Linked DNA regions of Mus musculus: region 2 is linked to region 1. The links are chromatin contacts, called in public promoter capture Hi-C maps. All regions are on one chromosome and are shown on one strand. The core of a region is the stretch at or near the end of the contact, and the rest is flanking DNA. Distances in the headings are between cores, read along the strand shown.

Region 1 (3,344 bases), core at 559-3,058:
TACAATCTCCTGAATGAAATACAAAGTAGCTAATATTTACCAAATAAACATGTACACCTGTGATGATTGCTAGCTGTACTAGCAGAAGCTAAACACTAAATCTAGAAACTCAGTCCTCCAACTAGCCCCTTGCTCGGCTTCAGCCTCATTTTTACAAACAAGGGAAAGAGTTTGGAATGTTGCCCAAAGCCATACATAAGTGAACAAAAAGGAGTTGGAGTCTCCAAATGCATGGATTTGGGCTAGTTACTTTGCCAACCAACTCAGTAACAACTGAGCTGAACAGGAACACTGTGGTAGCAAAAGAAACTGGAACTATCAATGGCCTCTAGAGCAAAAATATATTTAAAAAGAAAAAAACAAACAAGGCCTGGCAAGGAGACTGTGAGAAGAGTGTGCTGACTGAAATTGACTAGTTCAGCCAACAAAAGACTATTCCAGGGCTGGTGAGATGGCTCAGTGGGTAAGAGCACCCGACTGCTCTTCCGAAGGTCAGGAGTTCAAATCCCAGCAACCACATGGTGGCTCACAACCATCCGTAACAAGATCTGACTCCCTCTTCTGGAGTGTATGAAGACAGCTACAGTGTACTTACATATAATCAATAAATAAATCTTTAAAAAAAAAAAAGACTATTCCAGTGGGGATGGAAAAGTTAAGTGTGGAGTTAAAATATACTTCAACTGGTGATGGACTAGGTGTCCAGAGTCGGGCAAAAGGATGCTCTGTGGTAGAGGTGCCTGCTGTGTAAGCCCAGCTACCTGAGCTCAATCCACAGAATCCACAGCGGAGTGGGAAGAGAAACAACGTCCCAGAGTTGTCCTCTGGCATCCGACGCACATTCGCCATCCCCAAGATGTCATACATATGTGTACATACTACACACTGGCGCACGCGCACACACACTCTTTTTTAAAATTCAGACTTAGAGGGACATAAAGGATTTGCTCTGATATATGTTCAATTGAAAATGACTTTGAAGATAGAGGGCAGATCGAAGGAAGCTCAGCAGGAAAGAATTAATAACATGCAGGTGAAGGGCTATAAACTAGTCTGCAGAGGGCCTTGGCTCGACAAAAAAATCTATGGGGTTTGCCGGTAAAATAAGGAAAAAGTTGTCAACATGAAACACAGAACACTAGCAAGAGAGGAGTGTTAGCAGAAAGAAGCCAACAAGCTCAAACAATTAGGTCGGCTGAAAAATTTTAAAATGTCTTCTGATTTGGCTACTGGGAAGCCACTGGTGACTTCGGTCAGCGTTTTCTCTCTCGTGACCAGAGAGATGTCTAGTAGCAATAATGAGTTAGGAGGATGTAAAAGAAGTAAAACAGCCGAAAACAAGTCCAAAAAGTTTGGGGTGATGGAGAAAGGGAGGAAACAGAGGCCGCCGAAGATAGACAGCGGCATGTTTATTTGTCTTGTTTTCTTAGATGTAAACAAACTAAAAAAACTCGTGAGTTCTTCTGCCAGTACCGGGTTGCCTCCAGCATCCTCTGATGGTCTTAGAGACCCCGGGATGCTCCCCCGCGGCCGTATAATTTCCTCCCTGACGCTCTCCCGATCGACAGCGGCTCCCTCCCCGGGTCCTCTTTGCACCGCTCCAAGGCCGCGCTGCTAGGGCCATCGAGCCCGCTCAGGGTCGTCTCCTTACCTCGATGGCCCCCTCGCTCAGGTGTCCCACCATGGCTGCACCGCTAACTCCCGCGCTCGCGCTCTTGCACCGCCTGAGCTTCTCTGCCGGGGTCCCGCGGGCTGCTCAACGATTGGCTAGAGCAACTGTGCGTGCCGATCCGCCCCCAGCGTGAGCGCGGTGCGAGGGGCGGGCCTAGACGCCGATAGCCACCGCATTGGCTACCGCGCGGCAGGCAGAGCACGTGACTCTTCCGAGGCCGGGTTCGAGGCCTAGTGGCGGGATGGCGGGACGTGAGGGCGGGGCGCTGGGTCGCAGTGCGCCTGTGTCAGCGCGGTGCTACTGAGTTGTTCCCCCGCCAGCTGTCGGAACTTTGCCCGCCCAGTCCTTTGGCGGACAGACAGAATGGCAACCCAGGGAACAGTCGGAGCTCTCCCCTGGTAACTGCTGCTAAATATAGTCAAAGCAGTGACCTGGGTACTTCTTCACGCAGTGCGTGCCCGGCGCCGGTGCCAGGCCCAGAGCTTGGCACTGTGGGATAAACAAGGTAAATCAGACTCAGTCTCCGCCCTCTTGAGTTCCACCTGAGAGTTGTGGCCGCAAGGAACCCAGCCTCAAGGATGGTAGACGCGATATGGGCCACACATGTGGAGCTCCAGAGTGGGGGTCAAAAATCAATCAGGCTTTCGAGAGGCGATGCGGTTTGAACTGAGTTAAAGTGTGTGTAGAAATTTGTCAGGTGGATTCCAGTGAGGATAGTGATGTTCCTAAAAGCCCAAATGGCCTATGCAAAAGTATTGGAGAGCCTGGCGTGCTGGCTGGCTCTGATCTGTTTGTAATCCCAGCCTTTGGGATGTAGAAGCAGCAAAAGTTCAAGGTCACCCTTAACACCGTTGAGTTCGAGGTCAACCTGAACTAAATGAGACCCTGAAAAATCAAAATTTGGGACCCAGGCGTGGTGGCATTCGAGGTAAAAGCAGGCAGATCTCTGAGTTCGAAGCCAGCCAGGCTAACATAAGATCCGGTCTCAAAAAAAAAAAGTAATAAAAATAAAAAGGGAGAGAGGCTATATGAACTGAAAGAAAGACCTGGAGATCAAAACAGAAAACTGAGCCGTCTAAGAAATGAAAATATTTAACTTCATAGTTGCTGGAGTAAGAAGTCTGGAAAACTTTGGGCAACTAAGGTAAACAGGTCTAGAAAGACTGGAATAGTAGCCATCTACTGGTATTTTGATCTCTGTTTGTACAACCACAACCTACTATAGTTTCTCAAACAGTTCCAAAGAATATGTCTGGGTGAATTGGTACCACACCACAGATTAACTCTCCTTCAGCATATCAACAGCTATAGAAAACCCCAGAAGAAATGATTTTGGTTGCGTGTCACTTGGTAGGATGAAATCTCGATTTTCTAGAACTATGCATTAATAGAAAGCTGAATCTTCATGTTCTGACTTTACAGAGCTGCGGCAGCATGGATCTACCGGTGGATGAATGGAAGTCCTACCTACTTAAGAAGTGGGCTTCACTCCCGAAGTCTGTGCAGGACACAATTTCTACAGCAGAGACTTTGAGCGACATCTTCCTTCCTTCTTCTTCCCTTCTTCAGTAAGTGAATGGAAACTTCAGGGAAATTTTGGTCTGGAAAATGTTCTGCCTTGTCATTTGGTCTGAATATCTCTTTTTTATAGGAGAGAGTAGCTTTATATTTT
Region 2 (3,344 bases), core at 262-2,761, 220 kb after region 1:
TCTGGGCTGGCTGCTCTGGCCTGGTTTTTTTCAACTGTTTCTTCAACTGGCCACTCGAGCCCTTCCCAGGCCCAGAGGACATGGACTACTCGTAAGTTAGGCATGCTCTCTGCCCTACCCTCACACCAGCCAGGGACCGGGCAGCAACCTACAAACACCCTTCCTATGGCTGCTAGGGTGAAGATCAAGTTCAGCTGGCTAGGCTTTGACCACAAGATCACAGGGAAGCAGTTCTACAAGCAGGTGACCACAGTGGGGCGCCGTCTGAGCGTGGGCAGCTCTATGCGGACTGCCAAGGAGCAAGCCGCCCTGCAGGAGGGCCACAAGCTGTGTCTGTCCACTGTGGACCTGGAGGTGAAGTGCCAGCCTGATGCTGCAGGTACCCAAAACATGACTGTCCCTATCCAGGTTGGCCCAAGAGACCCGGGGGCAGGGGGAGGGTAGCTGCATTTACACTGCAGGTCTAGCCCACAGCCCCCTTGATTGGTAATCACTGACTGAGACTCTGGGTATCTTCTCACTGCATACCTATTCTGTCTTAAAGGGGGAGAGGGACCTGGTTACACTGAGTTCCGCAGAGCTTAGGGGGTCTGCTGATGAGCATCAAGACCACAGACCTCAGCGGGGCTCTTCACTGTCCCTCACCGCCAGCATAGTCCACACACTGAGCCTTCGTCCCTTCCCCAGGCCCTGGGTGCTGGATGGGCCATATTTCCTGAACCTGAGCTTTATGCCTTCTTCCCACAGCGGCCCCATCGTTTATGCACAGTGTGTTCAGCCCCCTCCTGGTGCTCAGCCTGGTCACCATGTGTGTCACACAGCTGCGACTTATCTTCTACATGGGGGCTATGAACAGCATCCTTGAGTTCCTGGTCAGGGGGGACCAGAAGACAGGTAAGTGTCCCCCACTACACACACACACACACACACACACACACACACACACACACACATACCTCTGGGCCTTCCTTGATGCATCCCTCCAGGGTAGGGCAGTGCTGCTACTCTCACCAGCCCAATAAAGCCCTCCGTCCCCTCCAGCTTATGTACTTTGTGACCTAGATCACATCAGTAGGGCTGTGAAGTTGCCGTGTCTGAGGCCCTGCTGGCTTGTCTTGTCACGGCCAGCTTGACTGTTCTTTCATGTCCCCATCAGGGTTTTCCCGGCTAAGGAGGGAGAGGACTGAAATAGCGCTGTGTTTCGGGTGTGGGGTGAATGCTTTCAGTGCCAGTGGGGAGGACTGCGGGCTGTCTGCTGAGAACACGACCCAGAGCCGAAGACAGCAGCCCAGCCCCACCCGTCACATCCCTGATCCAAAGGGACTAGCTTGGCACTTGGACAACCTGGGGGCTGAGGGAGGACCTTTGTCCCGACTGAGGACTACGGGTCAGTGGGGGCCTACTCTATGATCGATGTCCTGCCCTGGGAACCAGGGAAAACAGAGGCTTCCCAGGAACGAAGTACTCCAGTTGAGGCTTGTTCACTCTGGGAAACAGAACTGATAACCCACAGGAAAACAGTAGCAGGTCTTGAGCTGACGAGGGGCTTTGCTGCGCAGAGAAAGTCAGGACTTCCCCAGGCCTGGCTGAGTCAGCTTTAGTCATCCTGAGCAAGCAGGACAAACACACTCGGTGGCAAATCTTTGTTGGCAGTCTCACCGGCCTGCCACTTTCTTTTGTTGGCTAACTTGTTTTTACCCAGGGAAAGATAACGCAGTCCTTGCAAGGGGCCAAATACCAGTTATCCGCAGGGACAGGAAGGCTGGCTTTCACAGAGGGAAAAGCTCCTGGCAACTAATGGCTTCTCAGAGGGGAGAAGTGGAAAGAAGCCGAATGTAATGAGCAAAAAAAAAATCATGATGGGCCTTGGTAATGACCTCAGGGCCTTAGGAGGAGAAGACCTTAAGCTTTGTTTAATCTAATGATAGTTCCCTAACTTTTTTATTTGTTTGTTTTGGTTTTGGTTTTGGTTTTTTTCTTTTTTGAGACTGTTTCTCTGTGTAGCCCTGGCTGTCCTGGAACTCACTCTGTAGACCAGGCTGGCCTCGAACTCACAGAGATCTGCCTGCTTCTGCTTCTCGAGAGGTTGCAGGATCAAAGTTGTACACCACCACTGCCTGGCTATAATTTCCTAACTTTATACCCCTGGAACAATTTTTTTTTTTTTTTGGTAATATAGGGGGTCTTGATGGTAGAGTGCTTTCTTAGCGCTCATGGCACTTGCACCACATAAGTTGCACAGCGATGACTGCCTGTGATCCCAGCACTCAGAGGTGGAAGTGGAAAGGCAAGGTTCAGAGTCCTCTGAGGTTGCAGGGCACATTGGAGGCCTGCATGGGTTAGGGGCAGTAGATCTAGATGAGCCTTGCTCGCTGCTGTTTAGCCTCTCCAGGTACCTGCCTGCTTTAGTCTCCTGTAGCTATGACTACAAGTGTGAACCACCCTACCTAGTAGAACATTTTTTGTTTTTGTTTTGTTTTGTTTTGTTTTGTTTTTGAGATGTGGTAGACTAGGCTGGCATGGGACTTACTTGGTAGACAGGGTTGGCTTCAGACAGTAGGTGGTCCTCCTGTCTCAGCCCGGGACTGGAACTACGTCACACGCAGCTTAATCTTCTGGTATTTCACTGAAATAAAAAAACCTTTCGATGGGACCAACTCAGCAGGAAGAGATGCTTGCTGCTAGCGTGGAAGTAGCACACAGTGGTCAGGAGTTGGTTCTCTTCTTCCCCTGTGCATTCAATATCCAGCACTCAGGTGGCAGAGGCAGGTGAATCTCTGTGGGTTCAAGGCCAGCCTGGTCTACAGAGCGAATTTTATCTAGGGTAGCCATGGCTACACAGAGACACCCTGTCTTAAAAAAGACAAAACGGGGGGCGGAGGGGGATGGAAATCCTGATACACTCCCACAATCTCAGGGACTAGACAGAGTGAGGCAGGAAGATTATGATTTTGAGTCCAGTTTGGCTACACAGTAAAACCTTATCTAAAAAAACAAAACAAACAAAAAAAGTGTCAGCTTCAAGAAGTAGAGAGCTCAGGAGAAGAAGTCTGGAGTAGAGTAGACAAGCACTGTATTCCCCTAGTCTCCAGCATCCAGTACTCACAGGCCTGGCTCTGCTCAGAAGGGCTGCCCTGGGTCAGGGAGCTGAAGGAAGAAGCCTGGCTGTCTAGGGAGACTTGTGGTGTCAGATGACTGTGTGCCTGGCACAGATCCTCTGACCTTTCCTTCTCTCTGAGTGCAGTGACAGGGCAGCTCTCCCACGGGCCACATGGTAGAACTCCGCTTCTGCCAGGCCTGCTGCCTCCAGCATGCTACTTCATCATGGTGCCCAGACCAGGGCC

Evidence for each region. Promoter capture Hi-C pulls out the DNA fragments that hold promoters and counts their contacts.
Region 2: a contact with region 1 is called in a promoter capture Hi-C map of liver. The contact joins the enhancer-like site here to the promoter of Rpa1 in region 1. A contact is called at or near these places in 5 of 39 promoter capture datasets (the C10 cell line, the HPC-7 cell line, embryonic stem cells and 1 more), 4 of 484 Hi-C or Micro-C datasets (B cells, CD8 T cells, the HL-1 cell line and 1 more), 4 of 115 datasets of contacts at active chromatin or transcription factors (embryonic limb bud, embryonic stem cells, memory CD8 T cells and 1 more) and 3 of 9 other capture datasets (adipose tissue, liver and pancreatic islet).

What each region holds. Positions count from the first base shown.
Region 1 is chr11:75,346,575-75,349,918 of GRCm38.p6, forward strand. Rpa1 (replication protein A1) reads right to left here and starts at 1,809. Exons shown (of 17, transcript NM_026653.2): 1 at 1,652-1,809. The coding sequence starts at 1,684. It overlaps Smyd4 (SET and MYND domain containing 4), which reads left to right and starts at 1,859. Exons shown (of 11, transcript NM_001102611.1): 1 at 1,859-2,177; 2 at 3,095-3,240. The coding sequence starts at 3,107.
Region 2 is chr11:75,562,815-75,566,158 of GRCm38.p6, forward strand. It overlaps Slc43a2 (solute carrier family 43, member 2), which reads left to right. Exons shown (of 14, transcript NM_001199283.1): 7 at 1-91; 8 at 177-379; 9 at 748-894. Among named protein-coding and RNA genes, the nearest start is that of Mir3971, 13 kb to the left of the region's middle. Within about 2 kb of position 1,512, at least 125 of the 459 cell types and tissues checked have an H3K27ac peak or open chromatin away from gene starts, as enhancers often do. A contact at or near this core is called in the HL-1 cell line, adipose tissue, liver and 3 more, where this site is marked.